Linked DNA regions of Anas platyrhynchos: regions 2 and 3 are each linked to region 1. The links are chromatin contacts, called in public Hi-C maps. All regions are on one chromosome and are shown on one strand. Each heading gives the region's core, a stretch centred on a gene start, on an enhancer-like site or on the middle of the called end of the contact. The rest is flanking DNA. Distances are from core to core; before and after follow the strand shown.

The links. A called contact is a pair of places that touch in the nucleus more often than the background predicts.
Region 2: a contact with region 1 is called in a Hi-C map of subcutaneous adipose tissue, with 2.9 times the contacts expected there. The contact joins two enhancer-like sites. A contact is called at or near these places in 2 of 8 Hi-C or Micro-C datasets (skeletal muscle and subcutaneous adipose tissue).
Region 3: a Hi-C map of subcutaneous adipose tissue shows a contact between it and region 1, with 2.2 times the contacts expected there. The contact joins two enhancer-like sites. A contact is called at or near these places in 3 of 8 Hi-C or Micro-C datasets (liver, skeletal muscle and subcutaneous adipose tissue).

Annotation. Positions count from the first base shown.
Region 1 is chr19:6,164,648-6,168,614 of IASCAAS_PekinDuck_T2T, reverse strand. All of the region lies in intron 5 of LOC101798301, which reads left to right. Among named protein-coding and RNA genes, the nearest start is that of TRNAT-CGU, 81 kb to the right of the region's middle. Within about 2 kb of position 1,279, at least 5 of the 8 cell types and tissues checked have an H3K27ac peak or open chromatin away from gene starts, as enhancers often do. A contact at or near this core is called in subcutaneous adipose tissue, where this site is marked.
Region 2 is chr19:6,093,365-6,097,055 of IASCAAS_PekinDuck_T2T, reverse strand. No RefSeq gene overlaps it. Among named protein-coding and RNA genes, the nearest start is that of TRNAT-CGU, 9.8 kb to the right of the region's middle. Within about 2 kb of position 1,340, at least 3 of the 8 cell types and tissues checked have an H3K27ac peak or open chromatin away from gene starts, as enhancers often do. A contact at or near this core is called in subcutaneous adipose tissue, where this site is marked.
Region 3 is chr19:6,264,176-6,267,843 of IASCAAS_PekinDuck_T2T, reverse strand. The region is part of intron 3 of LOC101798301; the gene reads left to right. Among named protein-coding and RNA genes, the nearest start is that of UTP6, 28 kb to the left of the region's middle. Within about 2 kb of position 1,628, at least 1 of the 8 cell types and tissues checked has an H3K27ac peak or open chromatin away from gene starts, as enhancers often do.

The sequences.
Region 1 (3,967 bases), core at 30-2,529:
CCTGATTTAAAGAGATAAAAGAGGGCAGAAAAACATGTTTAGAGTCCATGCTGTGATACTTATGGGTGCTTGACAGTATTTATAGGTGCTGTGGTACTTGTAGGTGTAAATGACAGGTTTTACATCAAATGCTGAAGCTTGTGGCCTTTCCCCACAGATGCCATCAGTCCAGGTGCACCATCAATGCCACGCACAGCTGGGAATGCGGAGCAGTTGGTGGTAGCAGATTTTGATCTGTAACTCCTCAATTTGTCCATTTCCACCTGTAGCATTTCTGCAGATCAGCCTGGCATGCCTTCAGTTCTGGTATTCGCAAGTAGGCAGCCTGATCTCACCTGGAAATCTCACCTTGCCATCTGACGTGTTTTATCTCCATTCAGCTGATGCCTATCTTGTCATAAAATTTCCCATGGCTTATCAGCACTTGACAATTAGATGCTTAACATCCCACTTAATGCAAAACAGATTATACGCTGGGAATTAACAAAACAATAAAATGCCCTCAGGGGGAAAAAAGGGCAGATTGTAGGTAGCTGCGTTAGCGCGTGTGTGCACACACTCCTCTGCACAAATACACACAGACACACACTAATACATACAAATACACACAGACACACACCTGTGGATCCGTGCCCGTCCCCACCCGCCGCGGGGCCCGGCCGGTTCGGTCCCTCCGAGGGCTGCGGGCCCCGGCCCGGGCTGGCCCCGCGGGGCGGCCGCCGCGCTCCCCCTGGCGGCCCGGCCCGGCCCCGCGCTGCGGGGGCTCCCCGCACCCAGCGAGGGCGCAGCCCGAGGCCTTTCTGCAGAGCCCCTCGCCTCCAGCCCGGTTGTTTTAACCTCGGGGCTCGCACGGGGTCGGGGCTGGAGCTTTCGGGCCCGGCTGAGGCAGGCAGGGCCGCCGCCATCGCCCCGCTGCGGGCGTCCCCTCAGCGCGTCGCTGGGCCCAACGCCTCAGTCCTGCGATTGGGCTTCCAGGGCAGGCTGTGTGTGCTCGCAGGACCTGACCTCAGGTATGTAAAAATGATGAGGGGACAGAAGGGCTGAGGGGTCACAGCGGTTAGTGAAGATTTAAAAAATATAACAGAAAAACTTTTGAAAAACCATGCGGAGAGGGGCAGTGCTCAGAGCACCCATCTGCCTGCAGACGCCCTGGGTGCCCTTACGGGACATAAGGGCCTGGTTCTGGGCTCAGCGATCCAAGTGTGCTCCCCGTGGCTCGGGGTGGTGGCGTGGGGCCGCCCTGGCCTGCCCCCCGCGCTCCCCGTCACACACGGGCTGGAGCAGAGGCTGACGCTTCCCATGAGGAATGCTTGGGATGCTCGGTCTGCACATTGTTTGGTAAACGCTGGTCTTTTGGCTGCCTGCCCTCGGAGAAGAAGAAATTTCTGTTGCAGTCTGGTTACCCTTCCAATAACTGACCGAATGCAATAGTTCAGATCCTGACGCACGGTGTGCATTCATTTAACTGCTGATTTGTGCTGCAGCGGTGCTCTGCAGAGCCCAGGGGAGACAGCAGCCCCATGATACCACACAGCTCACGTACAGAAAGCCATTCAGGCCATAAAGTGTGTAAATATACATCAGGCAGACTTCTGTTACCTCCCTTCTGAAATACGGGAATATCTCTGTCCAGTTGTGCTTCACAAAAGGTCAGTACCATTAACCCCATTTTACACAGGGGGAGACCGAGGAGTTAAGCTTTTATCTGCAGTTGTCCAGCAGACCAGGAATAACCAACAAATCCTGCGAGTGCTGGCCCTGCTCGTGAGGTCCCAGTGCCACCTCCCAGATGAGGAACTTGGCTTGTCCCATCCTCCACCACTGATTAACCTCTCTGAAGGCACTGAGACTTTGGTGACTTTTCCAAGGGCCGGGTCAGGCAATGGGTGAGGTCAGGAGCCCTGACCCATGCATGCAGGCAGCTTCACATGTGCTCCCTGCACAAGTCCTGGTGTGCTCCTGCTTCGTGCTGCATGTCATTTGCAGTTTTTAAAGCAGTAAGTGACTCTTAAAGCCAAACAAATGCCTGGCATTTGGCTGTGCCTGTGTTTTCCTGTGGCCAGGCTGACCTTTGTGAACACTACAGTCACAACTATGACAGGCAGCTCACTTGAGCTCTCCCTTCAGGGAGCTGGGGAAGTTTTGTAATTGTTTGAAGAGCCAAGAAGTCTTTCTTCAGTCCCTGATTTTCCCTCAGCAACCAACTTTCCTTCTTGATTTCTCATCTCTTCACCTTTCCCTTCCATGTAACACCCAGCTGATAGTTGTTAGCGAAACAATCCTTTTATTGATGCAGATGCAATCAGCAGAAATGCCTAGCAGTTGCAGAGTTCAGCCCAACTCTGTGAAATCACCCATAAATGTGCTTCACTTCACTAGAACTGTTCTTGTGCTCAGTCTTAAGCATGTGCTTATGTCTTTTGCAAGTCCTTGGCCCTCTCAGTCCCAACTGGGTCACGCTGATTACCGAGTAATGGCAGGATGAGGGAGAGGCTCTCATTGGGATCTCTGTGAAAGCATTTTTCTGAGCCTATGGTCAGTGGTCTGCTCTGATGGCAGATGAGTGCAATTTGTGGTTGTCCAATGAAGGAACAGAGCATGAAATCCCATATTAAGGTTCTCTTAGATATGTCTGCAAAATCCTGAATAGTGATTAAAGTGCTCATGGCATGGCTGCTGCGTGATGTGCTGTTCTCATTGCTTGCAGCTCCTTATCTGGGCCTCTTTAGCTGCTTTCTCTAACATGTTCTGCGCTTTACCAAGCTGCCATCATGCTCAAACATTAAAAACAAAACAAACAAAACCCAGCTAGTGTCATAAAGTCATGATATGGGTTTATAAATTTAATAATCTTTAACTGGGATTTGCCTTCTCTGTTTCAGAGTGTGCTTGAGGTACTTTCTTATGCTTTGCCTTGCTACTGTGAGCATTAGACATGGTGTTCTCAGCGCTAGGCATCGTGTTCTTTTGCAGTGGAGACAGGATGCTCACCTAATGGCTTGACATGAGGAATGAAAATACATTTATGTGGTTTGTCGTTGCTATCTGGTAAAATCCTATATAAGTTGTGGTTAAGGTCAGATCTGTTAAATGACTTGAGAAGCACATACGTACTGTAAGACACGTTTTAAGCCTGGGAACTGGCGTATTGCTCATACACATTGCTCACTTTAGTTGCATCTTCTGTGAGGCATGGCTGCTCCTTGCTGTGACCCGTGCAGCACCTAGCACTCCGCATGTGGTTCACGGCACCTGCTGAAGGCCAGTAATGCTAATTAGTCCTAATAGCTTCTTTATTTCATACAGCTTCTAGCTAGCTGGGACAGATCACAATAGGATGTCACTGAAACAAATAATTGAGACCCAAGATAAAAACTGTTTGGTTGGAAGGAAAACATGCCAGGTTTCTGAATGGGCTGCCACAGAAATATCTATTTATCCAGTCCCAAAGTGAAGCACTGTTTCCACTGTCTCAGATCCTCTACACTGTGGCACTGAGCTCTTCCTCCACTTAGCACAGGAGCGTGTCCGAGCTGCTAATGTACCTCTATGTGTAAGTGACAGTCAGGTACCGTAATGCCAAATGGCTTCTCGTGAGTTCAATACATAGCACAAGGGTTTGTCTACGTGACCCACGACAGGAGTGCTGAGGTTCTGTACCTGTCTGCCCAGTGTTATATTTCTGTCCCCACTTTACAATTACACTGGTGCTGAGCCTTGCACGCACTGAGGGCTGTGACGTACAGGCAAGTTACTAGAGCATAACAAGCTCCTGCCTGTCAGGTTCTTCACCATAATTGCCTTGTTCACGCTCCTACCCCCAGTAAATGCAATGTAGCTATCCCCCCCTCCTTTTTTTTTTTTTTTTTGTGGAAGGGGAAAACTACCTTGGCTTACTTTGTATTTGCCAATGGGTGAGAACAAGCATGAAGACAGTTATTACAGAGCAGCTGATACCTGTTAACTT
Region 2 (3,691 bases), core at 91-2,590, 72 kb after region 1:
GCCCGCTGCGAGCCCGGCAGGTCCTGGGAGCCGAGAACTGGGACTTTGTAGGCCAGTTGAAGCCACGAACCTCTCATCTCGCCCGCAAAGACCCAGCCCTCAGCTCGCCCGATCAGGCGCAGGCTGTGATTTATTTTTATTAGCACCGCTAGTGTTTTCATTCAACTCCTCGCTCCGGCCGCTGCCTGCCGCAAGCGCGGAGCCCCGGCCCCGGCCGGAGCGGGGCCACCCCCGGCAGCAGCAGCCGCCCCCTCCCCGGGCCGGGCCGGGCCGGGTCGTGTCGGCCGGGGGTGCCCGGCCCCGAGAAAGAACCGGAGCCGCCGGCAGCCCGGTGCCTGCCGCACCTCGGGCCGGGCCCCGCAGCCCCCGGGCCGGGCCCCGCAGCGCACCGTGACTCGGCACGGCAGGAGCCCGAGCCGCGGTACCTGCTCTGAGCGCCCAGGGGGGCTCGGGAGAGGGGCTCGGGGGGACCCCCTTGGTCCCCGTCCGCCCCCAAAGCCGCGGGGCCCCGGCACGGCTCGGGCTCAACTACGAGAAGCGGGGAGAGGCGGCGGGCGGCCGCGGTGCCCCCTCTCCTGCCTCGCCGGCTGCTCGCAGGCGGGTATTTAAGCTGGTACCGAGCACGGTGAGATCTTTTCCACCCTTCCTCTTTGCCCTCGCAAAAGGCGAAAGAAAAAAATCAGAAATTCGTTGCCACAAGGGACGTTGCAACATTGCTCTCGGCTTTTCAAGCGCTGCGTTCGCCCCGGCGTGCTTTAGAAGTCCCAACCCAAGAAGCAGCAGAAGAGAAGTAGGGGAAAAGGGAAAAAAAAAAAAAAAAAAAGAAAGAAAAAAACACCCCCAAAAGCAGCAATTAAAACCCAGCACCCCAAACCCCTCAAACCAGCAAGAGGTGAGCTGCTCCGTGCGGCGCGGTCCCGGCGCGGCGGTGCTCGGTGGCCGGCTGCAGCCCGGTGCCCGTCCCTCGAAAGTTTGCTCCACGTGTTGCGGCCGCGGCCCGGGAGGCTCGGGGAGGCTCAGGGCCGGCTCCCGGGGGCGGTGCGGGCCCCGCCGGCCCCCGCCGCGCACGTTTAAGGAAGCGGCCGGTCCCCACCCCTGCGCCGGGCAGCTCCCGCCGCCAGCCGGCCGGGCGAATTTGGGAGGCTCGCCCGGGCTGCCCTCTCCACCCCTTCGCCCTCCCCGGAGCTCCGCCGAGCCCCGTGCACGAGGAGGGAGGCGGCCGCCGATGCCCGCCGCCGTCCCGCCGGTGCCCGCCGCCGCCGCCGCCGCCGCCCACCCCGCGCTCCTCCCGGCGGCGCCTCCGCCGGGGCATTGCGCCGCGCCGACCTGCGCGCCCCGCGGCCCACCGAGGGCGGAGGGAGCCCCCTGCCGGCCGCCCGGGGCCGCCGCCGCCGCCCTTCTTCCTTCCCCCGAGCCCGGGCCGCCGGCAGGAGCCCCCCGGCCTCGCCTCGAGCCCCCCGTGCGGCCCCGACCCCCGCAGCGGTAGCCCCGCGCCGCAGCTCCCCACGCGTGTCCTGAGCTCGCTCGGCCTCCTCCTGCCTCCTTGAGCGGCGGCTGGCGCAGCCGTGGCAGGGCCACCCTCTGCCTGGCCTCCTGGGGGTCCCGGAGCTTTTTACCTACATCTCTGGAAGGGCTGGGTGAACGTACCTGCCTTAGCAGGGCAACCTGCGCACCAAGTGCTGCTCTCACGGCTGGAGATGTAAGGCTTTAGTAAGGACACATTCACTTACACACGCAGACAGTTAAAAAAGGCCTTTAAGGAAACATCACAGGCCTTCTGTAACGTAAGGTCAAGTCAGAAGGGATGGCTGAAATGCCATGAAAAAAAAGATAATTTTCTGTCTTCCAGCTTGCTGATCTTACAGTGTCCCTCTGCACATCCTCACCTGCTTTGTGTTTCTGAGCTTTGAGGTTTCCTGCAATGATACCTCTACATGCTGTGGATATGCACCTGGCATGTGTGGGCTCTGCCCCCAGGTTGTGTGGGACTGGCCAGTTACTGCACCTCCCTTTAATCTCTGCTCCAGATCCTCCCAATGACAAAGTATGAGGGAAAGGGGACAAAACAGGCACATACCACAAAGAGCTCCGCTTCCCTTGATGATGCCCACAGGCAGCTTACTGTGCTGTGACAGCAAAGGGGTGACCAGTCCAGCGAGAGGCAGCATGCTGGAGCCACAGGAAATGTAGGGGATGGCCTGGAAGGTTTTATCCTACAGAGACAGAGGACATCAGTCATTGTTTCTGTTACATGCCGGTTATCAAGGTGATGTTGACTGAAAATCACAGCAGGAACGCAGCTCCATCAAGTTGAGCAGCAGTCCCACAAAAGATGCTGGCTAAAAGGAGCTCACAAAATAAATTGGGATTACCAACGCATGGGAACGCTACCATCATGCCTTCTGCACCTGGTAGGAAAACCTCAGCTGAGCAAGAAGCTCCAAACGGGGCTTCAGGAGCTAAAGGTAACAAAAATCAAAGCCAGTATCCAGAGCACTCATCTTTGCAATATTTGGGTTCAGCAGAACACAAAAGTACATCCCTTGTGTCTATATTGGATTTATCCCTGTGTCCATACAGAAGCAACCTGTGACACCTACGTGCATGTAGGTTGCACTAGGAGCCTTTACGTGCTCAGAACTTCATGGTACCAGCATCGTTATGGTCATGGCAAATGACCAGTGGCTTGTGTGGACAGAACGGGACAGGGAGAACTTGAACTGATCTGTCATGTAACTGCTCCTCTCAATCGACACTGCAAAGTCATCCTCCACACAGAAGAAAGTGTTCCTTGGCTGGAAGCCTGATGAATTTTTAGAGCCAAGGAACATGTTGTTTAAAATGGATAGTAGAATGCAAAGTGAATCATGGACCATGGGCAAAAGGTTTGAGAGAGAGATGAAGTTGTATGAGGATTTGGGAATAAGGCCTACTGGAGGAAGGTACAGAAATAAAGAGTTTCTTGACCATCTGGAATGGGGACACTTGGGAGTTGTTCTACAATGATGCCCTGTGAGCACTGGTAAGAACAAAGACTTCCAAAAACTGTGTAAGACACACTGACATTTTCTTTGGTGAAGGGCATGGATTCTTTAGAAAACAGTTGGGTTCAAAGAGAAAAGTCCTCAACAGCTTTTAGAAATGAAGAGACTCACACTCATACAGACTGCAAGTTACATCCACCAACCACTTGTTCCCTCTCTTTCTCTCTCTCTCTCTTTTGTAGTATTCTTGCTCTTTGGCTGTATCAAAGAGCTAAGAGCTGTTCATAACAACGCAGACCAACACTGAGCACAAAAAAAAATCATAGCAAGTGCTGTGGCTGCATGCATGGAAGGATGAGTGTGAGCCAGGGCACAGAGAAGTTTCCTCCTAGTTAAGTGGATGGCACACTCTTTAGCTGATCTCCTGACCAACTGTTTAATTTGCTATTTTCGGTAGCCTCATATGTGTTGCCTCTTGCCTTTATCTTGCCACCATTGGTACTGGATGTCAAGCGTCTCTCACGAGATCAGGGCAAGATTTTCACACAACATTTTTGCCCAGCGGGAGGTCTCATGCGAGGAGCCTGGTCCTATGAGATGCTGCTCAGCTCCTGGCAGCCTGCTCCCACTTCCACTGACAGCACTGGCAGTCCTTCGGTGGTAACCGGATAAGGCACATGTCAGACAAGTCTCCCCTTGGCAGGAGA
Region 3 (3,668 bases), core at 379-2,878, 99 kb before region 1:
AGATAGTTGCTTGTTTTCAAGCTTTTTACAGTGTGTAGTATACAAGGGAGGAATGCAGCTTATTTTGCAGTGATAGAGGAAGTCTCCATGCCTGAATGCCTCATCAAATTCACTAGTAATAAACAGCATGCTTCTTCTTGCTTAGCAGTCTTACCTTCTTCAGTGAATTTCAGAAAGTCTTTTGTAGGTGAATTTCACCCTGATAAAGCATTCTGTCATAGCTCATAGCCAACTTTGTTCATTAATCTCCTATCCATACAGCTATGTACTTTTAAAATAACTTGGATATTGATCAGGATTTGGAAGACAAAGTATTTGAACTACTTTAACAGTATATGAGTTAGTCCCCACTGAACGTTGCCTGTTCTGTCTTCCGAAAAAAAGGAAAAAAAAAAAAAAAAAAAGAGCATTTGCAAACACTTCACTTGGTTTCAGAAGGAAAAAAACATTGTCAAGGGCAATAATAGCAGAAGTAGAATCCACTTATCAAACTTTCTTTGTCAAGGCTGATATAAAAATTATGTTTGGAAGGCAGCTGTGTTGTAGAGCGTTTTAGAGGCAACTGCTTGTAAACATGAATAGCTTCATGTATTGAAAAGTCCGGGTTCGCTGGAAAAAATGGCTTGAATTCCAGCATGTGATTTGCCAAATTAACTATCTATTAAAATTTATAATGGAAATTATAATGTTGCTATAGTTACCAAAGCTTCCCTAGCTCCAGGATGGCAGTGCCTTTCACTTCAAAGACTTTTTTTTTCCTCCCTTCTTTCAGTAAATAATGAAATAGTACTTCAAAAAGTGCTTTTTATTTGCATGAATTAGTTGGTGGAATTGTTGCTATGAGGAATCAGAAAAGCCAGAAATATAGCTGTTCCCCAAGCACACACTTTTATACGATGACACCTTTGAATTAAATCTCATTAAATTTTATTCTTCAGGTCTATACCGTAGGGCAGGGGTGACCATCCTTTGGCTGGGAAGACAAGTACAGCTCAGGGCGGCTCGCTGACTGTGGATAAACCTCAAACAGATACCACTGGGGGTCTCATGTGTGATACTGAGAGAACATGGTTGTGTTTGTGTGCGTTTGGGTTTATATGAGTGGCTTATGCCCACTTGGTCTTCAAATTAGTCTCTCGCTTCCAAACATTTCTGCTGTAAAGTACACCTTGACTAGCATATGAAAAGTTTGGAAGGAATGGCTTTTATGGCCAGATACGCCGTTATTATTCCGTTAGGGCTCATTTCCTCTGAAGCTGCAGGTGCTGGCACAGTCAATGTTGTGACCAATTCCTGCAGAATATTAGCACATCTGTCGGAAAGTATAGCCTGTTATTTCTACTACGAAGGGATGGACGTAAGCCCTCTGGTGAGATCCTGTTTGACAATTCCTATGCAGCTTTCCTCCCCGAGCTCAACAAATAACAATATTAGTGAGGTTATAAAAACAGCACCATGTGAAGCAAAGGAAATAAACCCAAAGTGTTTTGCTCTGTCATCTTGGCATCTGTCCTGCCCCAACAGCACATCTGCCCAGCAGAGGCCAAAGATTGAGTGCTGCTTACACAGCTTACTTCTGTTGGGGGTTGTCCTATACTGAGAAGAAAAGGGTATGCACTTGAGCATATCTTATCGTGTCCTCTAGGGTTGTTATGCAAAGACGGATTTCTTGCTGTGGACATGCCTTTTCTGCATGTTATCAAACCTTTTTTTGTTTACCCATTTTGGAGTTTCTGCTTATGGTTTAAAACAATTTTTAAGATGTGCATTAGTGTCTGTAAATAAGCGTTGGAGGGAGAGTATTTGCTAAATTAAGTTTATTTGCTTTACAGCTGCAAAGCTTTCTCCTTCAGGAAAACAATCTATCAGGATACATAAAAGCTTTCAGTAAGTTTTTGAGTGTGCACATCTGGCCAAGACGTGACGTTCCTGGTGACACAATTCCCTACCCCCTTCCTCATGGCTCTGTCCGTTGTGGGTTAGGCTGGAGAGGTGCATGAGGATTCCTTTCAGCCTGCTTCAGACACAGAGGAGGAGGATGTAGGTCTCCAGTGCACTGCTTATGGCCAGATTCATCACCTGTTTGTGGGGTTCTCCTGTCCTTGTGTCAGAAGTGCCCAAAGGCTTCCTCAAGTGAAGTTGAAAAACAAATGGTGAGGTAATATCAACTGCAAGTTTTATTACAGCTTGGATGCGTACGTAACGTCTAGTATTTCTTATATAAAAACGTTTATTTTGGATGAAATCTGCAGGTGGTCATTGTACCAACCTTCCTGAGGGTAATCAGGAGCTGAGTGGAGGAAGTTTCTTTTGAGTCTGATACTTCTAGGTCCATCTACCATGTAAGAGCCTTTATTGTCTGTGTGTTCTTGAGGTGATGTAAGAATATTCGATGTAATTGCGTACTCAGAGAAGAAAGGGATTAAAATGTGAATTTGTCAGTCATCAGTGTCCATATCCTCTTCTTCACGGTAATAAATAGGGAACTTGCTATTTAAATCCTACAGGCAGTTTTGAAAATAGCTGAAAGCCCTCACAGTTCTGCAACATGCAGTCAAGACAGTTATTTGTGAAAACAAAATGATTCCCATATGCATCTTTGCAAGTACATTTTTAGGTCCATCCAGGGCGTATTTCTGAAAGAGCTTATTCACCAATAGCAGTGTGTCTTAAGGTTCAATTTTCTGGCACACTTCAATCTGCTGCCTGAACACGTTCTGAGGGTTGGAAACATCATGTGGTTTAAATAAATAAAAACACCAAATTGCCTGCAGTGCATCTGTGCCCTCTTACTGTGCAGGTTAGCTGCTACTGTGCCATCAGCCTGACAGTTTCAATCAAGTTTTTAATGGACTCCCAGGGCTTCCCCAGTTTTTGTTCAAGCAGGCCTAGCACTTGTCCTCCCCAGACTGTTGCAAGGAAAAGCTTTATTTTGGCTTCTGATTATCCAGAAGTATAGTGATAGAAAAGAGAGAAAGTAGCCAGACAATGCTAAAATACAAGGAAAAGACCTATCTTTAGAAAACCTGTATAGCTTACATTTTGTTTTGTCAGATTAGGAAGTACAACTATAGAGCAGCCACCGATCAGACATGTCTGTAATCTCTTCCAGGCTTTGACAGATTGATCAGTTTTAATTAAGACTATATTGTTTCATTCGTTTTGCCGTTACACCTGAGAGCATTCTCAGCCTGTGCAGGTTTAGACTTGCAAACCTGAGGGGTTTTTCAAAATATAATTGTTGGTCATTTAAAAAAAAAAAAAAGAGTGTAGGCTTTTAATTTTCATTCCTGTTCAGAAAGTTTCCAAATCACCTCTTATGCTTACATTTTCAGCAGAGTTTTTTGTATATCAAACCTTATATGGAAGGAAGGGTGTTCCATAAAACCGTAACAGTTGCCCCTTTGGAATAGTTGTGGGCTAATGTTCTCTTCTAAATAAAATAAGACGTGATTATCTTTCAATGTTAGGTTTTTAGCAGCAGCTATGATAACAACTGGTAAAGTATTGCAACGTATATGGAATAGATGTTTTTATAAAGAGAAAGGTATTCAGTGTCTTCACTGTGTCCCTGAAGGAGTTTCAAGTATTATTCCTCCAAACAGTAGGTGGAGACAAAGACCTGATGAATTTTATGTCTTCACAGGCTGATTTTATGAGCTATGCTA